3 separate regions of the Gossypium hirsutum genome follow, and regions 1 and 3 are each linked to region 2. The links are chromatin contacts, called in public Hi-C maps. All regions are on one chromosome and are shown on one strand. Each heading gives the region's core, a stretch centred on a gene start, on an enhancer-like site or on the middle of the called end of the contact. The rest is flanking DNA. Distances are from core to core; before and after follow the strand shown.

Region 1 (2,884 bases), core at 270-2,769, 150 kb after region 2:
ATATAACACAATTCAATTTCATATTGAATATTTCAATTTTGACTCAATATTTGCCTAAATTTCAATTTAGTCCCTAAATCGAGACTAATTTTTATTCTTCACAGTTAATCTTATATTTTTACAAAAATTTCACTTTAAACTAAATTTAATTCCCTATTTTAACTTAAATCCATAAATTTCAATTTTTTTACCATTTAGTCCCTATTCCTCAAAATTTACAATTTATTCTATAATTTAATCCTTTTTCATTTTTAGCTTAAAAATCTATCAATTTAATCCCTAATACTAAATTATTCAACATCAACAACACTTAAAAACTTAATAATTGCTAAAATTTCGACATGGGTCGAGTAATACTTAATATCAAGATTCCAAAAACATAAAAATTACTAGAAAATAGACTAAATTGACTAACCAATTGAACTTTAAAATTTTGAAGCCCCTAAGGCCGTGCATCTGCTTCTTTTCTTGCATCTGCTTCTTTTCTTCTCACTTTTTCTTTCTTTCTTTTTCTTTCTAATTTTCTTCTTTTTTTTATTCATTCATTTAATACATTTTTGTTTTATTATAATTATATAATATATATACTTAATAATTAAGTAACATATTATAATATAATTTATAAATTAAATTTCTATATAATATATATCACTAACCGTCCCACTTAAAGAACAATGGTAAAATTTATTCTTTAGTCCCTTTAATTATTCTTGAATCATGGTTTAGTCAAATTTATCATCTTTAAATTTGAGATCTAGTCTTTTAAATTTTAATTTGACATATCCTCTACTTTCATAATATCATTTGTTAGTCTAAATAATTAATATCAAATAATTATTTCAACTAAATGCTAATTTGGTTGTTTCTTAAAAACATTGCATCACACATGATGAGTTGGAAGTGTGTTTTAAGAAAAAATCTACTTCAATTAATAAGCTATTTGAATTAGCTATGATATTATAAAAATAGATGACCAAATTATGTTACATTAAAAAGTAGATGGATTAATTTTTAAATTTGAGCATAACACAAAAATTATCCAAAATTAACTTTGACTTGTCTATTAATATAATAGGGTAAACTACATCACAGATCACTTTTGGTCATTCAACTACCATTTTTTTAATTTGATCATCTAACTATTGTACTTTTTCTTTTTAGTCACTCAACTATTTTTTTTTAAATTTGGACATACAACTAATTGAAATTGTTTTTTTTTTCATTTCCATTTAGTGTCGTTAAATATTTGACGAGAAAATGACTTGACAGTTAAAAAATTAATATAACAACAAATTTAACCCAACTTTTATATATTATATTAATTTTTTATTTGTCACGCGACCTTCTCATCAGAAATTTCATGGCACTTGACAAAAATATATCCAAAAAAAGAAAAAATCTAATTTAATTAAATGAAAAAAAGAATAAGCAATAATGTAGTTTACCTATATAATTTATAAGATGTGGGCCGAACCCAACGGCCTATATAATGTTTTATCACGTGGGAATGTAAAATTCCGAGACTGCCCTGCAATCATTTAAGCAAGTCAACTGAAGTCAAGCTGATCTCTTTTGCTGAAATACCGGTATATTTTTCATCATTTAGGCAAACCATTCCAGAGTTGATATTAAAGAAAAAAACAGGAGACACAGTGACGCCAAGGTAACTTACATTTTCCACAGTAGTTAAGTATATTTATTTGTTAAGTCTGAATCAATATCTATTTTGAATCGCTTTTCTGTGTAGTAGGTTACTCGCAACAAATTCGTATAATCAAACGCTTTTATCGTTTGCTTGATCTGAGTGTAATATTTCAGGTAAGCTTTTCTTTCATTTTAAAAGAAGGAAGATGATGGGTGTGGGTTTGAGAATAATCTGATTTCTTCTTTGTTTAAGCTATGGGTTTTGGAGGAATTTTAAAGATCTGGCTTCCCAGTTTCGCAACAATCTTACCTTTAATAGTTTTTTTTTTTTTTTAAATCTTAAAGTCATTGAACAATATAATATAATATAATATAATATAATAACTAGAGTAGATTATATAGATCTATAATAATTAAACCTCCTCTGCTTTCTCCGGTCTGTGTTTTCAGGCCCCTTAGACTTTTGTCTAGCATTTTCCTTTTTTGAACAACTTTTGAGAACTGTCCTCCACTGTTTGTAACTTTTTTATAATGAAAGTTTCTTTCATAAAAAAATCATAATTAGAAAAACGTATTACTTGATTGGGTGAGAGAAAAAGACTATATAGGCAAGGTACTCACATTTTTATTTTAAATCATTTCAAAAAAAAATTGTTAATTTAGTTATCTTAAGATAAAAATTAATTAAATTGATCATTCTACTAATAAATGGTAATAAAAGATTAATGGTATATTTTCACATTAATCACTCTAAAATTAAGATAAATTACTCTTTAGTCACTCTATTTAAAGATTATTGCTACATTGGTTTACCCAATATATTTAAAAGTGGATAACATTTGACATGTTAGTTTGATAATTTGACAACTTTTTTCAATTTTAGCCCTTATAATGATATTAAACTATAATATTGTATTACGTTATTACCTAAATTTTTTTTATAAAAATTACAAAATTTTAGTGATGTCATGACATAATATTGGAGTGCCATGTTATCACATAAATCAAAGTTGAAAAAATTGTCAAGTTTCAAGACTAACGTGAAGAAAAGTATAAAGACTAAATTAAGAATTAACAAATTCATAGATTAAATGTTGCTTTATCCTATATAAAAAGAATCTCAATTCAAGGCTACAATCATTTATAACTCTTTTTTTTTAAAATTATTTGATATAACTCAATTTAGGGTGTGTTTGATAATAGAGGTGATCATGAGTCGTGACCATGTAAAAATTTAGGT
Region 2 (2,700 bases), core at 79-2,578:
AATAAAAAAGCACCACATTGCCACCTCAATAAAATATGATTAAAAATTTTATATTCATGGAAGAAGTAAATTTATGAAATTGGTTAACTTGTGGAGAATGAAGTCTATTCTACAAAATCAGAGTTTTAAGATACCAAGGCAGCAGGCAGCTTCCATTGAACTAGCAATGTCCCTGCATACCAAGCATCTCAGTCAGACCTTTTAGTCTCTCGGTTCCTTCACTAATCAGGAAGCGAATCTTTTGTCTATCCTTGCAATCTCGATTACTCTCCATCTCTTGTCTAATGACCTGTTTCAATTCAGCTGCATAAACCCATTTCTTTTCAGGCAATGCAAACTAAAACTTGGTTTTTAAAACTCACAATCCATTTCAAGCAATAAGATTTTCACCTCTAGAATCATGAGGAGCCTTTCGAGCAGCCCGTAGAGATTGTCTATAAAGCTTCAGCACTCGAGCACGAAGCAGAAAGCCCTGCAAATCCATGGAGAGAACCACAACTGATTCTCTTCCTTTGAAAAGAAAACATTGCTTCAAGATCTAATTTCCAATTTAAAAATTGAGGGGAACAAGGTTTGGCTTCTTTGTAAATCACTAAACATCAATTCATTTCCAAGGAAGAAAGTAGTGAATTTGTTTACAGAGTAAAGAATCAAACTCCTCAGTCGAATAACTATTCAAGATCAATCAAATAAATAAAAACAGAGAATGAGAAGAAATTTAGGGCAGTTTCCCTGAACATAAACATGAGAATTATCACAAAACATGAAAATTCTTGAGGCTGCCCCATAAAAACTTACTCTAGGCCGGGTGAAATTGAATTCTCACATCAATTTTTTTACTAAGCAAGAACTCATTTGGAACGGCCAATTCTTCAAGAATGATAAAAAGATCGTCTTTTCAAAAGGAAAAACACACGCTTAATTAACATAAAAAACTGAAAATCTCAGGGAATGTATAATTACCTTTCTGAGAACCTTGCAAGAGTAAGAAAATTTACTTGCAAAAAAACCGAAAGGAATTATTTTAGGGTTTGATTTCTGCCGGCAACGGAACAAGAGCGGCACTGCTTATAATAAACTTCGCTCTGTTCTCTCAAAGGCATTCTGGAAAACCCTAGATCGGCCTTTAATATTTATAACCTGATTATTTAGCTCCTTTTCCCTTTCTGTCCCTCGACTGCCCGTTGAACTTTTTCTTTTGAAATAATTTCACTAAACGTCCCCACACTATGGGGTCAGATTTTAAATTAGTCTCAATATTTTAAAATATTTTAATTGAGTCCAAATTATCATACTGTTCCAATCAAGTCCATACGTTAGCGATTCCATTGTCTGTTATATGTCTATTGGGGACATGTGTTACCATCTAGTTGGTACACAATTTTTATACTTTATTATTATTTTTTCAGTACTCCATTATTCTTTTTTTTATTTATAAATAATAGTTTATATGTTATAATTAATATAATTAATTAAAAATTATTTATTTGCATTAATTTTATAAAAATATTTTTAACTTTCTTTTTATATAAAAAACACATAATACAATTAATAATTTATATATTAATTTATTAATTTTATAAAAATTATTTTTTATATGTTTATTATGAAAAAAGAATAAAGAGCTCAATTGAGTTTTAGCATGATTGGCATGGGTTTTCTTGCCAATATAAGATGACATGAGTTTGAGTGCACTGGAGCATATTATCCTTTTTTTATAGGTTGGTCTTTTATAGGTTGGGGAGGGGTTATTAGTAGTTCTAAGTATTGTGTTAAAAAGAGCATATATGATCAGAATCTATAATGAAAAAGAGAGATGTGTGGTATTTTTGATTTTGACATGTCATTAATAGACATATAATAGAAAAATTAAGGGCAAACTCTAAAAAATAGTCCAATCAATTATGTTTTTAGTTCTATTTTGGTCATAACTATTAATTTTTTTGATTTAGTGACTCATATTTTCAAAATCAAATGTTTTACTTACTCTTTCATTAGTTGTCCTTAGATGGGTGAGGAAAAGGTGGTATAAAACTTTTTTATTGACCTAATAATAAATTTAGCCCTCCAATGTTTGCACATTCTATCAATTTGATCCTAAATCTAAAGATTTAACAAATTTAATCCTCAATGTTTATGAAATTTGTCATTTTAGTTCTAATTCTAAAAATTCAACAGGGGAGTGACTAAATTACTTGATTTTAAAAAGTTGAGTGATTGAATCGAAAAAATTAATAGGTGGGTGACCAAAATAGAACCAAATGCATAGTTGGATGACTATTTTTGTAGTTTACCCAAAAATGAATAAAATTGCTGATGGAAAAACATGATTAGAGGGATACTGATAATTTTGTAACTTAATTAAAATGTTTTAAATTTTAAACATCAATTCAGAATTTGACTATATTAATTTAGCAACATCTAGTGTAATTCACTCTTTTCTTTTTTTAAAAAGTCTAATTCTATATTTACTTTTAAACTATGTTAAAATTTGGGATTTAATTCCTCTACATTAATTTGGTTTAATTTGTTTTTTTTATGTTCAATTTGGTAACATACAAGTAAAAAGAATGCATATTTGTAGGTTTTTTCAACTTTGATATTATAGATTTTTATATTTTTTATTAAAATAAGTTTAAATGAAAGTTATTTCTCATAATACACTTTTTACTATTCAAAGTATATCTCAATGCTAATAAA
Region 3 (2,872 bases), core at 355-2,854, 220 kb after region 2:
ACCTTTTGCTTCTGTTTTTTTTTTTTTGCCTTTGATTGCTCAAGATTCGTGTAATACAATGTTTTTTTTTTGTATTAAAAAAAAACCCTTTTACACTGATAAACAATGACCTTTATAGCCGATTTTGTTACACTGTTTGGTACTATTCATACACTGTCCATTTCCTATTTTTGTGCTGCTGTTGTGTGTTCTTTTTGTTTTACAGGTGGTGGTTGAGCAGAGAAAGAGGTGTGCTGGTCAAAAGGGTACGACGCACATGGAGGAGCGATGCATAGGGACCTAGGTTTTCTGATTTACTGAAAACCTAGTTTAGGTTTTGGGCCAACGGGTCTATTTTGCATTTGGGTTAGGGTTTGCTGATAAATTTGGTAATTTGGGTTTTGTAATTTTACTCTTGAGTTTTGTTTATTATTTTGGTGTTTCTGTTTGGGTTGAATGGGCCATGGCAAATTTGGCCCGTTACATTCAATATTTACAACTGCATTTAAAAGTACCGTCGAATGGTTGATTTCGTGAAGTTGGTTTGATCCAGCAGTTGTGTAGAATTTGTGATCAAACATTATTTTGGTTTAACACCCATGTAGGATTCTATATGAAAGGTATTTAATAAAAGAAGATATTGATATGTTTTTAAAGCACCTTGAAAGCCAACAAGAAGACGAGTTAGCAACGTTGCAGGCCTCTATAATGATGAACTAATAATGGAACAAAATCAGGGATGAGAGGACAGGTTAGATAACACCGCCTTGGGGTATTTTGTTCAATCCCTAATACTTCCTTGGTTGTAAAAGAAATTTGTTTTTGGTATTAATATCTAACCTATTTAAAACTCCCCTAGTATTAATTAATATTGGTTAATAAGCTGGTGGCAGACAAAGGTCGGTGGAGTTCAGCTGGTACGTACTTTTCCACCAAAGTTGTCGACAGCTATGCGCAAATAAAGGTCGAGGGAGAAAGAAGGAGAAGCGAGAGGATGGAAAATTTGAAGTATTAAATTCAGATTATTAGTAGATTTTGAGGTTTAATTTTTAAAAATTATAAGGGTAAATTTTTAAAATAGTCACATTTATTTTTTTCAAATTATATTTTAGTTATTTATATTTAAAATAAATAAAAAGTTAAGGATCAATTGTATAGTTTAATTTAAAATTTAACGTGTCATGTCAGCTTATCATTATATTATTAATGGTAATTATTGTCCAGTGAATAAAATGTTACAACATGATAACGTAAATAATTAAAACGTAACATTTCAAACATAAGCGACTAAAATATAATATAAGAAATAAAAATAATTATTTTGATAGTTTATCTAAATTATAATTAAATTGATAGAATATATAAAAATTTAAAACCAATTTATTATTATACTCATTTTTAATTATCATGTCACCTTCTTGTCAAAAATTTAATAGCACTTAATAAAGATATATAAAAAATAATTTCATCTAGTTGGATGAAAAAAATAAGAGACAATAATTTTCTTTTAACATTAACCTCATTAAAAATTCTTATAATATCTATTTTTATATAATATTTAAAACTTTCTGTAATGCGTCCGCAAAACATTTCAACATATTCAAACAAACGAATAATTAGAAGATGTGAGCCCAACCTAATGGCCTAAAATATTTTATCATGGGGGAATTTAAAATTCCGAGATTGCCCTGCAATCATCTAAACAAATCAAACTCAAGTCAAGCTGATGTCCCTTTTCTTGTTCAACATTGGCTGCTGAAATACCAGTATATTTCTCATCATTTAGGCAAACAGTTCCAGAGTTTATATTAAAGGAAAAAAAAAAACAGCAGACGCGGTGAAGCAACGCCAAGGTAACATACATTTTCCTCAGTAGCTAAGTATATTTGTTAACTCTGAATTAATATCTGATTTGAATCGCTTTTCTGTGTAGTAGGTTTTGAATATTACTCCCAACAACAAATTCGTATAATCAAACGCTTTTCTTGTTTGCCTGATCTAAGTGTAATATTTCAGGTAAACTTTGTTTTATTTTAAAAGATGAAAGACTATGGGTGTAGATTTGAGAATAATCTGATTTCTTCTTTGTTTGAGTTTAGGGTTTTGGAAGGATTTCAATTCTGACATACATGATTTGAGTTCCCAACAATCTCTATATTTAATAATTTTTAAAATAATATGTGCCATGTTATCATATAAATCAAAATTGAGAAAATTATAAATTTCGAAAATAACAAGAACAAAAATATAAAGATTAAGTTAAGAAAATTATCAAATTATTAAATGCTACTTTTTTTCTATATAAAGAATCTCAATTTAGGGCTGCAATCATTTATAATATATTTATTTTAAACTACTTGATATAACTTGATTTAGGGTGTCTCTAGTAAATTATTAAATTTTTATTTTATTCAAAATGAAAATTCTCAATATTAGGGTCTATTTGGACATCATAAAGTAATTTGATGAAAATATAATTATTAAGTAGTAATTACACTCTCGTGTAATTATAAAGAATTGTAATTTTCTAAACGTGTTTGACTAATAGAGCATAATTACATCATGCACTATAAAAGAAATTTTAAACGAATAAGAGAAACTAAAATCAATCATCATATGTAATATGTTAATCTAAGAAAGTAGTCGATAATACAATTACTAATAAAAATAGTAAGAAAATAAATATCATATACATTTTTATCTAATTACTCTAGTATTTCATATTTTACATAATTTTACCTAACTACTAATAATAATTAAAGTTATTTTTTTATACAACCTCTTTTGATTTAGTCCCCTTTTTTCTTTGCTATACTATTAGTCCTAAATACCTAATTAAAACCTAAAAAGAAGCTTAAAATTAATAAATTTATAAATCCAGAAAAATGGTTAG

The links. Hi-C and Micro-C count contacts between places; a contact is called where the count stands out from the background.
Region 1: a contact with region 2 is called in a Hi-C map of leaf, with 1.5 times the contacts expected there. The contact joins the promoter of LOC107933933 here to the promoter of LOC107933885 in region 2. A contact is called at or near these places in 3 of 34 Hi-C or Micro-C datasets (callus and leaf).
Region 3: a Hi-C map of leaf shows a contact between it and region 2, with 4 times the contacts expected there. The contact joins the promoter of LOC107933912 here to the promoter of LOC107933885 in region 2. A contact is called at or near these places in 7 of 34 Hi-C or Micro-C datasets (callus, hypocotyl and leaf).

What each region holds. Positions count from the first base shown.
Region 1 is chrA01:4,353,536-4,356,419 of Gossypium_hirsutum_v2.1, forward strand. It overlaps LOC107933933 (disease resistance protein RPS5), which reads left to right and starts at 1,520. Exons shown (of 3, transcript XM_016866256.2): 1 at 1,520-1,663; 2 at 1,751-1,818.
Region 2 is chrA01:4,205,901-4,208,600 of Gossypium_hirsutum_v2.1, forward strand. LOC107933885 reads right to left here and starts at 1,329. Exons shown (of 3, transcript XM_016866190.1): 1 at 1,296-1,329; 2 at 391-510; 3 at 1-303. The coding sequence starts at 1,329. The coding sequence ends at 161.
Region 3 is chrA01:4,426,229-4,429,100 of Gossypium_hirsutum_v2.1, forward strand. LOC107933912 (putative disease resistance protein At4g10780) reads left to right here and starts at 1,605. Exons shown (of 2, transcript XM_016866213.2): 1 at 1,605-1,832. All of the region lies in intron 2 of LOC107933914 (E3 ubiquitin-protein ligase RZF1), which reads left to right.